Regions from separate parts of the Mus musculus genome. Here regions 1 and 3 are each linked to region 2. Evidence: chromatin contacts called from public ChIA-PET data. All regions are on one chromosome and are shown on one strand. Each heading gives the region's core, a stretch centred on a gene start, on an enhancer-like site or on the middle of the called end of the contact. The rest is flanking DNA. Distances are from core to core; before and after follow the strand shown.

What was found. ChIA-PET counts read pairs in DNA pulled down with a chosen protein or histone mark.
Region 1: an RNA polymerase II ChIA-PET map of memory CD8 T cells shows a contact between it and region 2, with 12 read pairs. The contact joins two enhancer-like sites. A contact is called at or near these places in 1 of 39 promoter capture datasets (pre-B cells) and 1 of 115 datasets of contacts at active chromatin or transcription factors (memory CD8 T cells).
Region 3: an RNA polymerase II ChIA-PET map of memory CD8 T cells shows a contact between it and region 2, with 13 read pairs. The contact joins the promoter of Tmem160 here to the enhancer-like site in region 2. A contact is called at or near these places in 2 of 39 promoter capture datasets (hippocampal neurons and stem cell-derived epiblast-like cells), 7 of 484 Hi-C or Micro-C datasets (the G1E-ER4 cell line, embryonic stem cells, erythroblasts and 2 more), 5 of 115 datasets of contacts at active chromatin or transcription factors (T-cell acute lymphoblastic leukemia, bone marrow-derived macrophages, memory CD8 T cells and 2 more) and 1 of 9 other capture datasets (liver).

The regions. Positions count from the first base shown.
Region 1 is chr7:16,679,458-16,683,814 of GRCm38.p6, reverse strand. No RefSeq gene overlaps it. Among named protein-coding and RNA genes, the nearest start is that of Ceacam15, 5.9 kb to the right of the region's middle. Within about 2 kb of position 2,519, at least 21 of the 459 cell types and tissues checked have an H3K27ac peak or open chromatin away from gene starts, as enhancers often do. A contact at or near this core is called in memory CD8 T cells, where this site is marked.
Region 2 is chr7:16,190,976-16,195,582 of GRCm38.p6, reverse strand. No RefSeq gene overlaps it. Among named protein-coding and RNA genes, the nearest start is that of Meis3, 18 kb to the right of the region's middle. Within about 2 kb of position 1,677, at least 45 of the 459 cell types and tissues checked have an H3K27ac peak or open chromatin away from gene starts, as enhancers often do. A contact at or near this core is called in T-cell acute lymphoblastic leukemia, bone marrow-derived macrophages and memory CD8 T cells, where this site is marked.
Region 3 is chr7:16,450,984-16,455,787 of GRCm38.p6, reverse strand. Tmem160 (transmembrane protein 160) reads right to left here and starts at 3,009. Exons shown (of 3, transcript NM_026938.1): 1 at 2,618-3,009; 2 at 1,575-1,667; 3 at 298-627. The coding sequence starts at 2,825. The coding sequence ends at 362. It overlaps Npas1 (neuronal PAS domain protein 1), which reads left to right. Exons shown (of 12, transcript NM_008718.2): 12 at 1-67.

The sequences.
Region 1 (4,357 bases), core at 1,270-3,769, 490 kb before region 2:
TTGGTAACACATACGCGTATCAGAGAATGGGAAATAAATCCAACCAAAATTCAAGGACCATCTACCTCAGTGAAACTCTTAGAAGAGTCCAGTGGTGTGAGGCTTGCAGAGATATTCCTTCTAAGGTGAAAGATAAGTTATTGCACCTGGCGCCTCCCACCACCAAGAAAGAAGCATAATGTTTAGTGGGTCTATTTGGATTCTAGAGACAGCACATTCCTCGTTTGGGTGTGTTACTCAGGCCTATTTACCAGGTGGCTCAGAAAGCTGCTAGCTTTGTGTGGGACCTGGAACAGGAGAAGGCTCTTTAACAGGTCTAGGCTGCTGTGCAGTCTGCTCTACCACTTGGACCATATGACCCAACAGACCCGATGGTACTTGAGGTGTCAGTGGAAGATAGAGATGCTGTTTGGGGCCTCTGACAGGCCTTTGTGGAAACTGAACGTTTGACAACAGGACACCAAGTTACCAAGCCACCTGAACTGCCCATTATGAGCTGGGTGTTATCAAACCCTCCAAGTCATAAAGTAGTCTATTATCAAATGGATGTGGTATATATGTGATCAGGCCCGAGCAAGTCTTGAAGGCACAAGCAAGTTACATGAAGAAGTTGCTCAAATGCCTATTGTTTTTACTCCTGTTACAATGCCATCTGCTGCCAAGCATGTGCCTATAGCCTCATGGGGTGTTCCCTATGATCAGTTGACTAAAGAAGAGAAGACTAGGACCTGGTTTACTGATGGCTCTGCACTTTATGCAGGCACTGCCCAGAAGTGGACAGCTACAGCATTACAACCCCTTTCTAGGACAGCCCTGAAAGATACAGGTGAAGGAAAATCTTCACAGTGGGCAGAACTTCAGGAAGAAGAAATGGCCTGATGTTTGATTGTTCACAGACTCATGGGCTGTAGCCAATGGATTGGCTGGATGGTCAGGAACTTGGAAAGATCATGATTGGAAAATTGGTGAGAAAGACATCTGGGGGAAACGTATGTGGATAGATCTCTCCAAATGGGCAAAGGATGTGAAAATATTTGTGTCCCATGTAAATGCTCATCAAAGGTGACTTCAGCCGAGGAGTTCAATAATCAAGTGGATAAGATGACCCATTCTGTGCACAGTCAGCCTCTCTCCCCAGCCATCCCTGTCATTGCGCAATGAGTACATGAACAAAGTGGCCATGGTGGCCGAGATGGGGGTTATGTTTGGGATCAACAACACAGACTTCCACTCACCAAGGCTGACCTGGTTACAGCTGCTGCTGAATGCCAGATCTGCCAACAGCAGAGAATGACACTGAGCCTCAGATATGGCACCATTTCTCAAGGTGACCAGCCAGCAACTTGGTGGCTGGTTGACTACATTGGACCACTTCATCTGTGGAAAGGACAACATTTTTTTCTTACTGGAGTAGATACTTCTGGTTATGGATTTGCCTTTCCTTCTACCAAAACCACCATCTATGGACTTACAAAATGCCTTATCCATTGTCATGGTATTCCACAGTATTGCCTCTGGCCAAGGAAATCATTACATAGACAGAGAGGTGTGACAGTGGGCCCACAATCATGGAATCCAGTGGTCTTACCGTGTCCCTCACCATCCTGAAGCAGATGGTCTGATAGAAAGATGGAATGGCCTATTGAAGATGCACGCAGTTACAGTGCCAATTAGGTGGTGTTGGAGTTTGTCAAAAGACCCTCACTCACAGAGACCACAGAAACCACCATCACTGCAAACTGCATGAGGATTTTTATTATTGAGCCAACATGTTGGGGACTCCCCTCTCAGCACACAGGCCAGAGGAGAGACCTAGAACAAAGAAAGAACACACTTTTTATACATTTGTAAGGGACAGATTTGAGCAACAGGGTAGCTGGCTTATTTTCATTGGTGTAGCAAGTAGCCCTTTCAGGCATTGGTTGGTTTGCACAGTGACTACCTCTGGCCTAGTGACTCACTTTGCTTGCCCCCATGGTAGGTTACTATGCATTGGTCAGCAAAGCAATAGTACATTTTGAACTTATGGGTCAGCTATTAACGTCACAGCTATTAAGTCATGGCTATCAACATCAGGGGAATTCTAGCAACAAGGTCAGGGTGGTTTGTGGTCTTTCTCAGAATTCAGTGTGGGGTGGGGTAGGGGGATTTTTCTTCTGAGAACTGTTATTTTTGTTATGGTTATTTCTCTGAGAACAGCTAACATTATTTTGGTAGCTGTAAGCTTAATCATTTTGACTGCTAAAACTATGTTTTTACTTTATTTAGTCAGCCAGCTTCCTTATCTGGCTCTGCACTTGGCCTGCTAGTACAGTTTGGAAAGTCCTTTTCAAAGGGGAAAGGGTACTGGGTGGTCTTGAATTCATTTTGGATATTACAGTGGCAGCAGCATGGAGGGCTAGGGAAGAGTCCTTCAGAAGGCAGTATATGTTTTGAATAGCATCCTATATGTGGTACAGTGTAGGGTTGTGGGTCCACAGGGCATGGCTGCTGGGTGAGGCAGGATGCTGGGAGTTTGACTGTGGTTATCGCACCCCATTGCCAGGTGGGTGTTGAGTCACAGAGAAGCCCCCAGAACACTGCTCCAGGGTTGGGAAAGAGCAGTCTGAGGTACAGGAACAGCTGGAGCTGACTCAGGGTCCCTGGGCCTGCGAAGAGGCTGGGGTCATGGAATCCCAAGCTCTTGGACACCCAGGCGCCACTGGAAGTCTCAGAAGAACTGAGAACAGAATCTGGGCCCTCAGGCTGGATCTAACCCTAGGCTGGGGAAAAAAAGAGAGGAGCTCTGGCAGGGCGGCAGCTTGGGCTTGGTGGTGGTTGTGACTGGGAGTGTAGAGAGGCCATCTAGGAGAGATTAGACAGCGGCTCTGTAGTCAAAGGCCTTCTCCGTGGCTCCCCACTGCGGATCCAGATGAAAAGAGATGGTCTGTGGTCCCAATTCATTTATTGTCATGGTGGAAAGTAGATGTGTAAAACTGTACCCCACTTCTCAGGGTGGGCCTGAGATTAAATACCTTTTGCAGGGAGGAATGCCTGTAAAGGAAAGCTTATTGGCTAAGACTCCAGGCCTCTAGGTACCTCATTAGAATGGAGATCTATCTTGAGTCTAGGTGAGCTATGGTCACGTCTCTTTTCCTATTTTCTTGGTCTTTCGAGCTACATGTGGAAGGGCTTGGGGTGTTGCCCTTATGTAACTGATGGACACAAAACTATGGGGAGCTAAGATGAAGGCTACTGTCTGAAGAGGTTCTGTGGCCTCTCCTCCATCCCTTCATCCCCTCCCCTCCTCCCTCACTCCCCCACCCCCTTCATTTTCATCATGGTGAGGCTCTTCTCCAGGGTTCTCCTCTCCTTCCCCTGAGCCCCTGGCACGTCTAGACTCTGCCACTTCCTGTTGTTTCTGAATAATCCTCTTCCTCCACTCCAGGCCCCACCTCGACCTCAGACCCTCTATCTGAACAAACCCTGCTGAGGGAATTATTTCCGCTTCCTGTGCATGTGGATCTCCCACCTGTAGAGGGTAAGAGGTCCCTGTGCACACAGGTAAGCCTTGGAGAAGCCAGGAAAGTTAAACACCCAGGCTTGTCTCTTCAATGGAAGGAGGTGTTTGCCTGTCTTCCTCCAGGAACGCAGGGAAAGGGTGTAGTTTACAACCTGCTGGTCTCTAGCTCTCTGTAAGGCCAGCTGCATTGAGTCTCTCAGAGTACTATGTGTGTGTGTCCCTGACTTCCCCCTGCAACTTGAGCCTTGCTTCTTAGTCTATACGAGCGAGCATCCTCATGGCAGTGGTCACTCATACTCTACATCAGCCTAAGTGAATGCTATGTTATCTCAGGGTCAGACGTTTTGTTTACCTCAGCCATTCTCCACAGACCCTCATCTTGAGCACTGTCTGTAAGTCACCAGAACCCATGTTCATGGAAGAAGCTGTATGGACTCTGTAGAGAGTCTCAATGTCACCATGCCTTGAGCTTTGCTGTACCCTTGGGACTGAGTTAGTTATCATCAGGAAACTTTCCCCCCAAATCATGATGTGCTGCTTAAATATAGCTAAAACCACCTAGTGTCAGGCTCCAGAAGTTTGTCCCAGCAGCGTCTGTCTAATTCTGGCTGAACTGAACTTCATTCTGACCTCACCCGATTGTCTCCCTGCCTACTGATGGGTTCAGCGGTCCCACACCCACACTGATGGCTTTCTTATTTATGATACTGAGAGGAGAAGCCCTTGTTATCAGGGTGACATTTGTTGGAAGAGAGGAAGGGAGGGAGAAGGGGAAGGAGGGAGGGGGATTTCCAGGCCTCTGCTGCCTCCTCAGTCCTCCCTGTGTGGAGAGCAGCTTCAGGTTCAGCCCTGCTC
Region 2 (4,607 bases), core at 428-2,927:
GTGCAGACTGTGGTGGGGAGGGTGGAAGCCACTCATAGAAGGTCTCAGGAAGCCAAGCTGGGAACGGAGCGAGCCTGAGGCCTTTACAGCCTTGTGCCCAGGAAGGTCCATGGCTTCTCAAACCAGTACCACCATCAGGACCAGTTAGAGACACTCACTCATCAGGAAATAGACTGAAGAACTCTATGCATGAACTTAAGTGTACTGTTGGAGACAGCAGTGCAGGCTGTGTGGCATCCTCAAGCCCAGCATGCAGGAGGCAGGAGGAGGGTGCGGAGTTCAAAGTCAGCCTCATCTACACAGCGGCTTCAAGGCCAGCCTGGGCTACATAACATTTGAGAACCTTAGCCTTTAGATGATGAACATAGAGAAACTGTCCATTTTCTCAGAAGGTGCTCCCCCCACCCCCAGTGCTTGGTCTCTTCTCACCTCCATGCTGGAGCTCAAGCTTGGCTTTGATTATGATAGGTTAGTGGGCTCACTAGCTCTCAGCAACAGCAGCTTCAGTGATCACCAGAGAAGAATGAACAACTACAGAGACTCCAGCCACGTCCCAAGATGACAGGGAAAGATGCCGTAAGGTCCCAAGTCTGACCTTGGGAGAGCTCCAGACATCTAATCTCTTACCTTTACCCAGTTGTTAAACCCTAGTGAGTATGATGGGCACACACCTTTAATAGAGACACTCTGAGCTGAGATAGAAGGACCTCAAGTTCAAGGCCAGCCTTGGGTGCAAAGCAAGGCCTTGTCTCAAAAAAGTCAAGAGTTGGGAGTGTGGCTCAGCAGTTGAAAGAAGGTCTAGAGTCCCCCAGCGAGGGGGTGTGGCTCAGTGGTAGAGCCCCTGCCTAGAATCCCCAGTGAGGGGCTGGGGGCATGGCTCAGTGGTAGAGCCCCTGCCTAGAATCCCCCAGTGAGGGGCTGGGGGCGTGGCTCAGTGGTAGAGCCCCTGCCTAGAATCCCCCAGGGAGGGGCTGGGGGCGTGGCTCAGTGGTAGAGCCTCTGCCTAGAATCCCCCAGTGAGGGGCTGGGGGTGTGGCTCAGATGTGCAGTATTTCTCAGAATGTGTAAAAAGCCCTGGAGTTCATCCTCAGCACAAGAGACAAGTGAAGTGTGGATGCACTGTTTTCTCATGGGTGAAGCCTAAAGTTAAGAACCATGGTCATGATCATGCAGGGTTCAGGGCAGGCAAGACAGCCCATTGTGTATTAGTTTCTATCCATCCTTCAGGGAAGCTCCTTACAACAGAAAGTAAACAATTCAAAATTGCTTCAGGAAGTCCCTAAAACTGACCAGATTCATTAGACCCCAACCTCACTAAGAGGAAACAACAAAGGCTTCTGGGAGTTACTCAGACCAGCCAAGCCTCCTGGTATTGTTCTGACCAACCGAGTCTCCTGGAAAGAGCACTCTCCAGCCTGTTGAGCTGCCTGCAAGCTATGCAGTGTGTTTCAGGTTCCCAGAGCTGTCACCCATGCCTGGGTGAGTTGGTGATACAGCTGTCTTTGAGTTGTTTCTGCTCCTGTAAGTTGCCCCTCACCTATACTCCTGTGAGCAACCACAATAAAACCCATTGATTCACTAATGTGGACTTTGACGATATCCACACGTTGGCCTGTTGTGGGCTCCCATCTGGAGTGAGCAGTCATGTGATACATCTCCCCAGGAAAGTTCTGTCACACAAAGTCCACAGAGAGAGGAAGTGGGTTCTTAGCTGCCAGGCCTGGGGTGTGAGGTGGAAAGTGACTTATGTAAGGTGTTCCCCCCACCCCCTCAGATGTTTAGAATATTCTAAAAGCTACTACCTCAAGATGGACTTATTGCAAAGTCTATAATGCCAGCGCTTGGGAGACTGAGAAGAGAGAATGTGAACTTCAAGACCAGCCTGGGCAGTTTACTGAGATCATGTCTCAAAGGAAAAGCAAGCAAGCTAGCAACTGAACAAACCCCCAGAAAATAGTATAGTACCAAGCCTGATTGTGTGAGCCACTCGCATGCCCATGAAAGCAACCTTAATTATGCCCTGTGGCTCACCAAACAAGCAAGCAAACTACATCAGAACAGAAAAGTCTGCAAGTGCAACTGTTTTGGGAATAAAAAGGAGTCCAGCCAGGAGTGAGAGAGAAAGGAGAGAGGAGGGAAAGAATCCAGGGTTATTACATATATGCATAAAATTGTCAATAAACAGAAACACTAAAAATTTTTAGTGATAGTAGCTGGAGAGATGGCTCAGTGGCTAAGAGCACTGTCCAAATCTTACAATGGCTGCTCACAGCTCTCTGTAACTTCAGTTCAGGGGGATCTGATGCCCTTATACAGATACACGTGTAGACAAAACAATGCGTGGAGATAACATGAATAAACTGAAAAATTATTAATCAATGATGTGCAGCCTAAAGGATACACAATTGTGTCCCAGAGCTGCCATTCGACAACGTCTATGAGGGGTCTGTATGTAAAAGGTGCTTGGTGGCCTGAGTTTAGTCCCCAGGACTCTTTTAGGAGGAGAGAGCCCACTCCCTCCTAGAGCTTGTCCTCTGACTGCCATAGGTATGTAGCACACAGCCTCCTTCTCTCAACAACTAAAGAAATAAATAGGAAAAAGAAAAACACATGGCTTTAATCCCAGCACTAGGGATGCAGAGACAGGTAGATCTCTATGAGTTTGAAGAAGCTAGCCTGCTTTACATAGTTAGTTCCAGGGCAGCCAGAGCAAAATAGTTAGACTGTCAAAAAGAAAAAAAAAAAAGAAAGAAGGAAAGAGAGAAAGAAAGAAAGAGAGAAAGAAAGAAAGGGAGGGAGGGAGGAAGGAAGGAAGGAAGGAAGGAAGGAAGAAAGAAAGAAAGAAAGAAAGAAAGAAAGAAAGAAAGAAAGAAAGAAAGAAAGAAAGAAAGAAGGTGGGGGGGGGGGGGCAGGGAGGGAAGGGATTAAAGTTTTATGGCTCTTCAGCGCCACCTTGTGGGCTCCAGATGCACTGCTGCTCCATGGTCCCTGCGGGCTGTGAATAATGAGTTCCGGGATAGATGAGGCACTCTGGGCTTCAGTGATTAGAGACTACTAGTGCCACACATCTCAGGCTCACAGACACAGGCTTATGATGGGTCGGATGGTGTCTGTCATCTGAGCCTTTGCATCTGTACTCTGCCAGGGAGCTAGGTGTGGAAGAGCCCTGGAGATAGTCATGGATGGGTTTGGAGTCCTACAGGGCTGCTCTGAAGTACCGCTCTGAGGATGAGGGGACTCCATCAGCCCCTGCTTTGCTGAGAGGCTCCCAGTGACACTTCTGGTCTCCTTGAACTGGGATTATCAGTCAGTCCCTCAAACTTTGATTTTTTTTTTTAACCCAGTGCATAGTGATCCAGAGGTGAAGCCACAGTCCCTTTGGGGGAGATGAGAAAAAGATCAATGATATCTATTGCTAGCATTTATTGTTTCAATGCTGAGGATTGAGTCTAAGGCCTCACTTTATGCTAAGCAGGGAAATGTACCACTGAGCCACGCCCCCAGCCCCTTACTGGGGTGGGGTGGGGTCAGGGTGGAGATTCTAGGCAGGGGCTCCACCACTGAGCCACACCCCCAGCCCCTCACTGGGGGATTCTAGCAAAAGCTCTATTACAGAGCCATCATGCCCCAGGCTATTTTTGTTTTGCTCTTTTGCTTTATTTTACTTTATATACATGAACGTTTTGCCTGCATGCACATGTGCTATGTGCATGCCTTTTGCCAGCTACCATGTGGGTGCTGGGAATCGAACCCAGGTCCTCTGCAAGAGAGGAAACAAGTGCTCATAACGGCTGATCCATCTCTCCAGCCCTGATTTTTTAAAAAATGTATTTGTTATGTGTGTAGGCACATGCATGCCATGTCATGCATATGGAGAACTCAGAGGACAACTTGTGGGTCCGGGGATGGAACTCATGTCTTCAGGCTTGGGAACACTCACCCCTCACCAGCTAATCTACCTCACAGCTCCTCTCATTTTGAAACGGGCCTTACTAATTTGTACAGGATGATCATGGTCTCGAGCTCCTCCTGCCTCAGCCTTTCTAGCACCCAGGCTTGCAGGCAGGCCTCCGTGCCTGGTACCTTCTCTTCCTCCATACCCTGCTTCCTGCAAAGGGCTCTGGGACTTTGGCAGTGGCTCTGCCTTGTGGTTGTGCTGAGCGGCTTGTGTGTCTGCCTAGGATTCAGGTTAGAATTTCCCTCGCTTGACCTGAAATTCTTTCTATATATCCTCTGGCCTCACTTAATGATGGCAACGCTCTGAGAAGAGCGAGTGGCTCTGAGGAGAGGTCACAGAGTGCCCTACCCAGATTCAGGTGAAGTCAGATTCCCTGGGTGATGTAGTCTTATGGGGACGTTGTGGTCATGTGACCTGCTGTTGCCTAAACTGTCAAGACAGAGCCCAGGGCTGCGAGACCGAGTGTTCCTCCTTGCCTGTTTGGCTTCTAGAAATCATGAACGGCCAGCCAATGTCATCATCCTGCTCCCTGGATTCTCCGCTGGCTGCTTTGCCTTGAGTCCCTGTTAGTGACAGCACCTGGCTTGCCCTTGATCCTGGAGCGCTGCCGTTTGTACCCTAGCCCCTGGAGCTCACAGGGGAGCCCTGA
Region 3 (4,804 bases), core at 1,760-4,259, 260 kb before region 2:
TGGAGTCATTCTTGAGAATTAAACACCATGCCCTAAGGGGCTCCCTCCCCGGGGATGCTGCCTCTCATGATTGCTTGGCCTTGTTCCTTTGAACTGATTTACTTGTATGTGTGTCCATGTGTGGTATGGTGTGGAAATTAGGTCTCTTCTTCTACCACGCAGGTCCTGAGTATCAAACTCAGGTCGCCAGGCTTAGGAGCAAGTGCCTTTACCCACTGAGCCTCGTCCCCAAAGGTTGCCCTCTTCTCCCCTCCCCACCTCCCCAGATAACAGGAGCTATCACTCAGAGTCTTGAACTGCGGAAGGGTCAGGTTTTAATGTCCCAGTCGTCAGGCCCAGCCAGTCCCCACAGCCCTGTTGTTTACTCAGGGGGTGGCCTGCCCGCTTCATCTGGGCCTTCTGTACTGGCTGCCCCATCATCCTCAGGCACCAGTTCCACGTCCAGTTCCAACTGGCCCATGTAGAGACCTACTGCACAAGCCCAGAGCAGACTGGCAGCCAACACTGCCCCCACACCAGCGGCAGCACCAGCAAGCGACAGTTGCATGGGTCCCCGCAGCGCTGCCAGACCCACCGCATAGGAGGCTCCGCCCCACACCACGCACAGGCCACCCAGCAGGAAGAAGCCTGTGGAAGAAGGAGCAGTAGTCAATAGTTACAGGGTCCAGCGTATCCCAAGGGGCTGACAGGGTGACGGGTGGGGAGGATGAGTCAGTACGAGCACAGGGCGGGACAAGGCTTCTAACGTCAGCTAGTGAGAGGCTGGAGCAGTGCTAGCTAACGGAAGGCTTACTCGGGCTACTGCGACTGCCTCAAAATAACACGGGAAGGGGTGGGGTGGGGGGGGCAGTCCTGGAGAGATGGCTTCAAGGTTAAGAGTACTTGTTGCTCTTTCAGATGGCCTGAGTTCAGTTCCCAGAACCCACATGGTGGCTCACAACCATCTGTACCTCCAGTCCGAGGGGTTCTTGTGCTCTCTTCTGGCTTCATGGGTACCAGGCATGCACATGGTCTCCATATACACATATACACATAAAATAAAAATAAATCTCAAAAAAACAAAAAGGCTGGTGATGTAGTTCAGTGGTCGAGCCCCTGCCTAGAATCCCCCAGTGAGGGACTGGGGGCGTGGCTCAAAGGTAGAGCACTTGGCTAAAAAATTCCAGTGGAAGGATGGCGATGTGTAGCTCAGTGACACAGCACTTAACTAGTAGGCTGCTTTCCTTCCCGTTATAGCAATACATAAACAAACAAACAAACAAATAAAGGCAGACAAGGACTCAAATACATGAGACTTTGTAAAAGGAAGTATGTGAGACTTGGAGGAGAAATTCAATATCCAAAGGGGCTGGTCTGGGGTATAAACAAAGGTGTCCACATAAGTCAAGGCTACTTGGAAACTGTCTGGTGGACTCCTCACAATGCCGATGAAGGAGGTGTAAGAGGAGATGTAACTAGTGAGGCAAGAGAAAATGGAGGGAGTGCTCTCCTTTTCCAACTGTTAGGGTAGGAGGACTCAGAACTGGAGGAAAAGGGGGAGGGGCCCATTTCCCATAGGGATGGTCTGTACTCACCATAGGCAGCTTCCCGGCCCATGTCACTCTGCATGAAGGAGATGACCCCAATGCCGGATGACAGAAGTCCATTTCGGAACCAGGAGAGAAAAGCTGCGGGGAGTTGGGGGATGGAGCTCTGCATCAGCAAGCCCTGCTTCCTAGATCCCCTCTCACCCTATTCAGCCACAAGACAAAAGTATTCTAGATGCGGATCCCTTCCGGGAAGCCCCATGCAAGTCCCATTCCTTTACCCTTCTGTCCCAGACGTTCAAAATCTAGAGCACGAATTGAAGTTTGAGGATAGAAAGTCTTCCCAAGTCTTCCCTTGTGCATCCTGCGGTCTTCCCTCTCTCCCTCAGACCTCTGGGACAAACTTCTCCAGCCTGTCCCTTCCCCTGTGTGGTAACCGCTCCTACCTAGCATGGCCTCATCCTTGCGTCCACACCTCCCCACCACTCAAGTACCTGAGTGCTGCCAAAAGGCTGTTCCCACTACTAGCCCCATTCAACACCAGACCAGCTCCAATCTCTCAACTCATTGCCTCGTTTGAGATTCCTCCCTCTGCAGTCTAGATCACCTCTCCCTCCAATCAGCAGCCACCTTCTCTACCATTGGTTACACGCTGGTCCAATCCGGAACTTCCCCATCTTCTGCGGGTAGCCACACTCTTGTTTTATTCCAAGTGGTCCCCTCTGTCTGTAATCCTAACGGATACCCCTGTCTCAAGCAACTTGTTCCCTCCCAGCTGCCTCTGGAACGGTCTCTCACCTAGGCAGTGTGGTGCTGCCAACTACTTCTTCCTAACCGTAGCCTCCTCCCCACCCCCACTAATCCCTGCTGTACCCCTTTAGCCAGGACCCGAAAGATGGTGTCCTATGCGGCCAGGCTGCAAAATCTCCAACCCCCAACACCGGTTCCCTGCGCTCACATGAGGAAGCTGCCCCCGCTGAGCACAGGCCCTGTTCCCAGCAGATGCTTGCCTTACTCTGGCCACCCACTCCCACGTGCACATTGAAACCCCTCTCCTTGTAGCGCGAACGACCCCGGCCCCTGCCACTGACCTGTCTCATGTGCCTTGCGGAGGAGCCAAGCGTCCGCGCGATCCAGCTCGGACACTGGAGGCGGCGACGCTCCCGCGCGTGGCCCGTGGCCCGGGGCGAAGGACCCGCGCGCGCCCCCGCTGCGGGGCCGCTGAGGAGGCTGCAGAGACCCCCGGAAGCGCAGGCGGGCCAGGCGCGCGACCCGAGCCCACCACCAGCCGCCTCCCATGGCTCGCAATGGGGCCGCGACACCAGCTCCGCCCCACGGGCCTACTGTAGGCTGGAGGTCACATCACTCATGAGGAGCGACACAACCATTGGTGATCTGCCCGCAACTCTATCCCGGAACGCAATACCTATTGGTGTATCTGGCTGTGTCTCCACTTCAGTTATATGTGCCGGTAGTGTGTGACCCACCTTATTTTTATCATCAGACTACAAATCCCAGAGATCAATGTACGGCAGGCAGTTCGACCTGCAGAAGGGTGCGGCGGAATATCTGCTGGGACTTGTAGTTTCAAAAAAGTTAATGCTCTCAACAGCCAGGAAACAAAACTTGTACTAGTTGCTTAGACTAGTTGCAAAACTGTGGTGAACTCACGGAAACAACTACCAGTTACCTCACTAAAGAGGACACATAACTATTTTGTTGTATTCCTCTTCAGTTTTTCTTCTATGCAGATTTTAATAAGATGTCATTTCTGGAAATTCATTCCTGTCTTTACTTAGATTCTTTCCAAAACGTTATTACCGGTACTGGGACTCAAACTTAGTGAGAGTGGCCGAGAGAGTATTTAACAGAAGAGAGACTGCAGAGGAGAAGCAGAGGAGGGGACAGAAGCAACAGACTCAAGACCTGGCAAAGATCTTGATAGCAGCCACAGCCAAACCACGGGACACATAAGAAATGCCTAAAACAGATAGTCTCAGGAGAAGGAGATAAGAGGGAGGGGGCTAAAGATCAAAGGTGCCCCTCCCAAGCCCAGGGCAGCCCTAAAGGTGAAAGGGAACCCAACAACTTGTTTGTAGATAATAAAGTTGAACTTTCTGCCTTGCTAAAACCTGAAGGTAAAGTCTCCTCATCAGTTTATAAGTGACTTTCAGTGGCAACAGAAACAAAAGAAACAACCAAGACCTCTTAGGGGCCCTGAAAAGTTCGGACTATTGTGCCTCCTCTAAGAAGGCTTTACTTTGCTAACTACAGGTGACCTCCCTAGAGCCAGGGGACTCAGGGCCTTGGCATCAGACAATGGCCAATCTGTCACCAATTGCCAGAAGCCGACCCCCACCTTGTGTATACACCAGTGCAGCAATGGCCTCCTGGTTAAAGATGACGCCAGGGTGACTCATTACCAGCCTCTCTTCTTGAATGCCCCAGGATGACTTTTCAGCTGCCCTGCTGCCTGACCCTGACCTTGATCGGTGGGCCTCTGCATGACTGCTCAGATCATATGTGCAGAGCCACTCCGGACAGGAGTATCAACCCACAAAGCTGAACTGGTGGCAGCTCTGACCAAGGCGTTACAGCTGAGAAAAGACAAGAGACACAGATAGCCAGTGTGCCTTTGCTACTGCTGATATCTATGGGACTATTTATATAGAGAGAGGCCTTCTGGCGGCAGAAGGACAGACTAAACTCCGTCCCAGAGGGCAGTGAGACAGCCCAGTGAGTGACCCTAAAAATTGGGCTCCTCATGTCCTTGATTGCCCTAGACCCAGGAAACCTCATACTCTCTGATCAGACAGAAGATGTGATCTGAGCCAAAACCCTGTCCATGTCTCAGTGTCCTAAGAGATGATGGAGGACAGCTAGCTGATCACAAACTAATTGTACCAGAGAAAATGGGTATACGCATACTGAAAAAGATTCAATGTTCTTCACACATAGGATGCCAGAGAATGCAGGACTTAGTCTACCAGTCCCTCATCATAATTAAAGATGCCAGTCTGAAAACAGCTGAAATTGTTAAAAACTGTAAGGGCTGTCGATTGGCTAATATGGTTGCCAATGAGAAGAACCCTGGTATTCAGTACTGCAGCACCAAGCCAGGAGTCTATGAGGAAACGGACTTCATAGAGGTAAAACCAGGACAATTTGGATATAAACACACACACACACACACACACACACACACACACACACACACACACTCACACACACACACTCATATATACACACTCACACACACATACACTCACACACACATA